Regions from separate parts of the Sander lucioperca genome. Here region 2 is linked to region 1. The links are chromatin contacts, called in public Hi-C maps. All regions are on one chromosome and are shown on one strand. The core of a region is the stretch at or near the end of the contact, and the rest is flanking DNA. Distances in the headings are between cores, read along the strand shown.

What was found. A called contact is a pair of places that touch in the nucleus more often than the background predicts.
Region 2: a contact with region 1 is called in a Hi-C map of liver, with 4 times the contacts expected there. The contact joins the promoter of jade1 here to the promoter of si:dkey-177p2.6 in region 1. A contact is called at or near these places in 2 of 2 Hi-C or Micro-C datasets (liver and muscle).

The regions. Positions count from the first base shown.
Region 1 is chr18:3,994,991-3,998,632 of SLUC_FBN_1.2, forward strand. It overlaps si:dkey-177p2.6 (SERTA domain-containing protein 3), which reads right to left and starts at 1,716. Exons shown (of 2, transcript XM_031280456.2): 1 at 1,456-1,716; 2 at 1-52. The coding sequence starts at 48.
Region 2 is chr18:4,134,865-4,138,957 of SLUC_FBN_1.2, forward strand. It overlaps jade1 (protein Jade-1), which reads left to right and starts at 2,242. Exons shown (of 11, transcript XM_031280440.2): 1 at 2,242-2,427. asmt2 (acetylserotonin O-methyltransferase 2) reads left to right here. Exons shown (of 10, transcript XM_035994380.1): 10 at 1-408.

The DNA.
Region 1 (3,642 bases), core at 466-2,965:
CAGCTCCTCCAGGCAGCTCCACTTCCGCTTCACACCGCGACCCAACATCGACCTACATTAACACATATATAGATTACCAGTTATACGTGACGTACAGTGCATTCGACCAATATGCATTTTAAAGAACGATATATACACGTTACTGTAGTAATGCAGCCGATATTAATGTCTTTATATTTTTTACATTTCCAGGAAAAACACCACCATTATTCAGTAGGGGTGTAAATCACAAGTTGTATCACAATAGTATATTAATTCTTAATTAACATTTCCAGACATTTAAACCAAAAACAATTCTTTTTTAACTAAAAGAAAAAAGTGGGAATTTCAAAATAAAGGCACAGCTTAGAGATGTATCGATATTTTTACTGTGCATTGATATGTCCTATGACTGTATGTGTGCATGTATTTGTATTCATGTGTACATATTAAGTGTATGTGTGCGCGTATGAATGCTATATAGCGCGCATATATATATATATATATATATATATATATATATATATATAGTATTTCGGAAGATGTTTTTGTAATCATTTTAACATGGACTCTTGGGCAACCTGCCTTGAGCTAAAAATGGTATAAATAAACAAATCAAAGGAGAAAACCTAAGAAAAGAATGGTTGCCAATTCATTTTCTGTACATTGATGAGAGACACAAGCCCCTGTGATATGTAAAGCTATTGATAGAGACTTTCTGTCTGCTCAACTGACAGCAATTAGGAAACCAACTTTACAAACAGTAGCTTAAACCAGGTGATTCTTTTTGGGAACACTAAGACACATTCAGAATCACATCAGGCTGCTTTGCTATGTAATGGACCTTGTATCCAGCTTATGTAACAGCACCCAGCCTAGCAAACATGGCTAGTTTCCCATTCACTTTCAATTGATCAGCTCCATCATGAACATCAGAAACAGCCTTACAGGCAAATGCAGCTCAAACGGTACACGGTGTACGGGGTGGACGAGTTTTTTCATTTAAGACATTTGTAAAGTGAACATTATAACTCTTATGACTCACTGTGAGACACCCATGCAGGCTGATAGACTTTACTCATCCATACAGACATGGATTAGTTAGTTAGTTAGTTAGTTGTAGATCACTGTCTCTCAATTGTTTTCCAAATAACAATTTGACTCACATCTAGCCCCTTTTGATGAGATTTTAACCCCCCTCATCGGAAGAGATTAAAAGCTGCTTGGTCTTATTTAATAGAGGGATGAACAACTGAATAAAGTAAATATATATATATATGAAAATACAATTGCCACTCTTTATAGTAGTAAAATAAGAGAATAATTTCACTCAATCGTCCTTAATTTTGCCCCGGACCCCCAAGTGCACCCCCTACCCCCTTAACGGACTTCAGTTGGGGAAACACTATCTTCGTTTAAAGACAAAACTTGAGGATATTTTAAGTGAATAATAAAAAAACGAGGTTAATAAACTACCTTAGGAGCTCATGGGAAGTCTCATGAGGTGTGTGAATCCGTCGTGTTTTCGGCTCGTTTCGTCGCCGCGTTCCTCTGCTATCGTGCCCAGGAAGATGAGGAATGTTCAGTCCGTCCACACACAGCAGCGGGGGGAGGAGGCCGAGCCGCGGAGTAGAGAGAGAGAAGGGGGGAGCGCCGGAGCTCCCGGGCGGCTGTGATTGGTCAGCTCCCCAGCTGATCAAGCATCCACCTCCGCCACTCACGGGGCATCGAATGTGCGTCCGTTTGTTCCAACTGCGAGCTGCCGCTGCGTTCAGGTGCGGCTGAAATATATCGGAGCACACGTGAGCGACGAATTTGGTCAATGTGACCGGAGAAATGTAGATTTAATTAAGAAAGAGGGTCTGTTTTGACCAATATGTGAAGAAGTATGAATAAAAATACTGATCATAGTGTTACATACACATAAATATAGACACTAAAACTGAACTGGACAAATTAATAGTGTAACCGGCATCACCACAAGAACCACTATGGTTGACAGTGGTGGAAGCTGTATTTACGTTGTTAACTTAAGTAAAAGTACCACAGTGTAAAAACACTCCGTTACTAAAAGACCAGTATAATCTGCAAGTGCCATATGTACAAGTACGCATTACGCCGTAAAATGGCCCTTGTCAGTGTTGTTACTAATGCGATAACATGTAAGAAACATTTTCATGTAGTAGCTGGGCAAGGTGGAGCTGATTTTAACTACTTTACTTTGTACCTAAATGTAGAAGAATACGTCATTTTTCACAAACTAATCACGTGTACTATGTAATATTTTGTATCTATAAAGTAAATAGTAACTACAGCTGTTAAATGAAGAGGAGTAAAAAGTACAATAGTTCCGTCTGAAATATAGGCCTAGTGGAGTAAACGTATAAAGTAACATCAAATAGTCTGGTAAAGTACACCTGTGTGTGTGTGTGTGTGTGTGTGTGTGTGTGTGTGTGTGTGTGTGTGTGTGTGTGTGTGTGTGTGTGTCATGTGAGTTTTATATATTCTGTAAAACTCACATGACACACACACACATATATATATACATATATATATATATATATATATATATATATATATATATATATATAAATAAATGATAATGTATTTCAAAAGTATGTATCAAAATATAAACAAACATCTATCAATTTATCAGTTAGAAATATCTAGAATGCACAGAGTTGCAGTGAGCACCTGAATGCAACATTTTAAAGAGACAGATGACTCAGAAGAGAGGGGGAAGGACGTGACCGGAAAGACGGGGGAGGGCAAACACCAAAAAAGGAAACTCTTCATTCACGTTTTTCAATCTCTTCCTCCTGAAGCTCTCACGGCTACACTTCTACTACTTCTTCTTCTTCAGAACAGAAAGTTAATATTCAATATTTTGAAACTATAACATTCATTGTTTGCTGACCTACATTTTGGGGTGGACAGGGCAATTGCATGCACATTAAAATCCACCTTAAAATGCTGCTGATTTGTGCCAAAAGATGTTTGAAAAATACAGAAAAATAACGAGCCTTTTAAGTAAATTAAAAGTCTTATGCATGCAGGATGAAGTTAATAACAGGTTTGTTGGTTTACATTTTTTGGTTGTAAGTCGTTTTTATGGTAGTTAATTTGAATTAGTTTAATTGTCGGTTAAACGGGGGCCATTTTGTTATGTCCAGCCAAAATTTTTTCTTTGTGAGAAATGGTTGTCTTGATTTATGAGACGCACCTGAAAGCAGCATGAGACCTGTGACCTGTTAGCACTTTTTAACTTAATATGAACCCATTCATGTTTTTAAAGGAGGCGCAGTCGTCTGATAGCACACACTTAGTAACTACTTCCGGACTTTCAAGTGCATCACTGAAACACTGCATGGATTTCCTGCATTGTATTTACTGTTTTCTCTGTTGCTGCTTTTTAAGACACAATAGTCTCTTTCTCTAAGGACTCCTTTTTTTTTCTCGGGCTGCCTTTTTGCTGAGTCACCGAGAGGCCATTAATCTTTAACTATGGGCAAACGAAGACTAGGCGGCAGGCCAACATGCAGAGTAAGCTAGAATTTTATGAACAAATACCTTTTGACAGTTTCAGACAAGACTTTGTGCATGTTTAAGAATAGGAAAAGTCTCTCTTCAGTAGACTAAAAGTAGCATTCATTATTAATAGAA
Region 2 (4,093 bases), core at 992-3,491, 140 kb after region 1:
TTGTCCATGAACGGTAAAAACATCCATTAAAAAAGAAAAAAGAGGGGAGGCAAACCAACTGCCATGTTCATTATTCCAAAGAATATGTTATCCTTTTTGTCCATCTTGCAAAGCATAAATAATTTCTTAGTCTTAGAAGAAATGTCAGTCTTTTCATCTCCTGGATCGTTTTGGTGATTTCAACTCTAGTGTCTGCTGTAGTGTAGTTAGATATAACTTCTAATGCAGTAAAAAAAAATATGACGCTTTAGAAAATACAGACTTTTGTGTATGTTGTGATATTGTGTTACTGTGGGACTGTGTGTTCCTGGCTTTCCTGTTTACTGTGATGAGTTCAGGTTCCCTCTAAGACTGCATGTAAACCAGACTCTGCAGAACAAACCTCAGTTTACCTCCATTATTCCTCCACTGGTGTTTTTTATTGGTATTTGTTGCATTTCAACATCTCGTGTTTACAACAGAAAGTAATTTACATCATCTCAGCTCTAAACAAGTACTGAAAATGTCACATATTGAATACATACTACAAAACAGTGTAAGAGGTGCAGGAAACATTTTCCTTTTTTGTGATCTGCCTGTGTGTCATAGATGAGGAGCCAATGCAAAATGTCATACTGTTTGATAGAATCATTTTGAATCAGCACACGGTTCTGTAGGCTTGTTTCCTGTCCTCTGATCATTCCATGTGTGGGCAGCATGCATCCTGCAGATTAAATCCGAGACATACACTACATCTTGTTATTGTTGTGTAAAAAGCCACCAGGTGATGGATTTTGACAATGCAGCTGTCTTTCTATTGTTGCAGTTTTTTTTTTTTAATGTCATGTAGCTGCTGAAATTACTCCAAAATTAAACATTGGTTTGTTAAAGGACAACTCACAAACAATGACATATTCCATCTTTTTTTTTTAATGTATTTCAATGCTAACAATGAAAAAGTAAATACACCCGGAAGTGTGCATACAGTAAGACATTAGTTTTTCAAAATATATTTCCATTATAGCATATGTTTAGGGGATTTTTAGGGGATGATTTGCTTATGAGTATCGCTGTATGTATGTAATGTACTGTATGTCTGCAACCCTGTCAATAGAATATTTGATAAGGTTCAATTGTCTTGAAAATGGGATGTTAAAGGGTTAATATAACATTTCTGGAATTTCCTTTGAATGATAAAAAAAAAAAAAAAACTTTATTGTAGCTTTTAATCATGTAGTAAAGCAGTCAAATCAATAATGGAATAACTATCACACTACGGGACTTTAACTTGCAGCCAATAATTTTTGTATGTTTGTTTATTTGCACAGGTTAAAATCATATGAATGACATAAAAAATAGCAATTCATGTAAAGGTAGGGGGAAACAAATAAGTTTCTTTAAGTAACATGTAACATGTAACGTGTGAGGATTAAATGACATTTAATTGAAAAACTAATTAAATATAAATAAAGTTTCTTGAAACAAACAAACCGGGGTGCAGATTTTAGTGGGGGAGCAACACTAACAAATAAATACAGGCTATTTCCTTCTTTTAAATTCTAGTTTTTGGTGTTCTGTTTCTTTAATAGATAAAACGGTGTACTTTCCATTTACAGCATGGTACTTTCCATAAAAGGAGTCAATGGGACAGCTGCTTCATGCACACTTATAATAACAATGTTCACATTATCCGTTTGTTGACACTTAACCTGGCAACGTGACACGGAAACATTTTTTATTTTATTTTAATCAAGAACATTAATATTACAAAACAAGAATGGGACAATGTACTCATCACATAACATATCTAATATAAAAACGTGACAGTAATTAAACTTTATAAAAATGAACTAAATTACAGGGGACATTTGATGATGCATACTATGAAAAATGTATACACATATAAAACGATATTTAATAAGCCACATACCAGGGTGATACAAATTACAATTAATTATAAGTTATAACAAAGGAGGTGACGTTTTGCAGTAGTTTTATGGCTTTTTGACGAATTTCAATGATTTGACAAAGTATTTTATTTCATTAATAACCCCCATGGAATTAGGCTTTCTGTTTTCCACTTACAAATATGGATGTTTCTTTCCCATAATAATGACTGTATCCATTAAAGAAGATATGTGGTTGTTAAAATTTTCCATATAAAATATGACATCTATTAAGCTGAATATGGGAATACTGACATTGGAAACATAATAATGAAACATGTTTTCCTGCATTAGGAGCTGCAGGATTATTGGTACTGGGGCCGGTTTAGGGGCTTCTGCTGCCCTCCAGCGGCGCACAGGCGCAGCTACAGTCCGGCTGGGTAACCTCCTCCCCGGCCGCCGCTCTGTGTTTGTGTATGTGGAATGCGGGTCAAGCGGAACTCACGGCTGTGCGCTTCACATCAAACTCAAAACACCGGCTTTCATCGGCCTGACGTGCTCTGTATGTACCGTCCAATTTATTTTCAAATATACACTGGTTTAATTCGTGTGCATATCTAACAGAATGTTCTTAACGGGCTATTTGAACGAGTTAATATTTCTAGTATGGTCGCACTAGCAGTCCACTAGGAAAACGCGACATCGTCATTTAAAATGGCGCCAAAGGTTAACCTCAGCCAGTGGATCGCTGGTAAATCTGCAACACTGTGCACCCTGCTGCTGGTTAGCAACACAGATAGCACAACAACACTGCCGTATTAGTTAGTTTTCAGCGTTCATGGATGTGTTCGCGTTGATTTCAGGTAGTTTGAATCAATTATTGACCCTTAACCTTTGACAGATAGGTGGCTGGGGACTGTTTGATAATACGGGCGCAGCATGTAAGCAGCGCTGGCTAATGCTAAATGCCAACTACATTACATACGTGTAGCCCCCAGCTAACAAGCTAGCCACTGTTGCTAATGCTGCATTCAAGTGGTGTTGATAGAATCGGACAAATGTATTTCAGACTGCGAAAATTCACGTAAATGCCCTCTCAACTCGGAACAACAACTCGAAAAGTCGGCGAAAGTTTTGCATCATAGGACTTACCGAGTTGGCGTCACATTACGCAGTAACAAGGCGGACAAAAGTAAATGTGAGGTTAATGGTAAGACTTTTTATTTAATTCACATAGTGCATATACATTTTAGCTCACATGGAGGTTAACGTTAATTTGGAATATGATATTAGGTTGTAACAGTAAGTTGCTCTCCACGTAGAGTGACATAGATTAGTTAAAAAAGTTGTTAATTAGCATTAACCCTAATATATATTTCTGTGGTTTTCGGAAACGACTTCCCAACGGGGTAACGGGAAAATCCGAGGAGCACATGATTGCAGCATAATCACCAACGTCAGCTAAATGTAGCTAATGTGCAGAGTAGAAAACACGTATTTAAGCGTAAACCCTTCTAATATGAACCAGTCTCTGTCTCCATTTTTTGCAAAAGTTATTATTTTAAGCAAACGGGCGTAGCGGAGCATTTTGAAAAAAACTGTTATCATAAACAACATTTCCACTCGATGTGGAATGTGTGGGTGGGCCCGCATGTTGCATAATAACGGTTGTGGGGAGATTAGCGCTGGCTAACGTTAGCCACCTAGCATGTGCAGTGTGGTTTAAATAATGCAACGCTATGTGGTCTGATTTAAAGCAATTAAGTTCATATCGTAAAAACACAACATTGCCTTGCGCGTGTTACCATGTTGCCGGGGTAACCACCAGCTGGTTTAGCATGCTAGCTAAAGTTAGCCGCTAACGTTACTTTCTGTTGCATGTTTGCTGGAAGAAGGGGCGTGGCTAGCCTGCTGTTAGCCTAGCCAGCTAAATTGGGGTTATCACCTTCCCCCCTTGTGCGTGCTATCAGCAGTCCCTGAGATATTTCCACCTGTCGGGAGTTTTAGAGCCCCCGCTGATGTTTTTCATCATGCAGGCTGAATTCGTAGCACCGTAAAAGGCGTTGTTTCCTGTCTGTGTTGCATGTGGTTACTTCTTGTTGTCATCGCTGAACAGTGACTGTGGTATGTAATGTTGTACACATCTTTAGCTACAGGGTTGGTGTGCTGTCAGAGCAACAAGGAAACGGTGGAATAGTGAAATTATTATATAAAACCAACGCTACTGT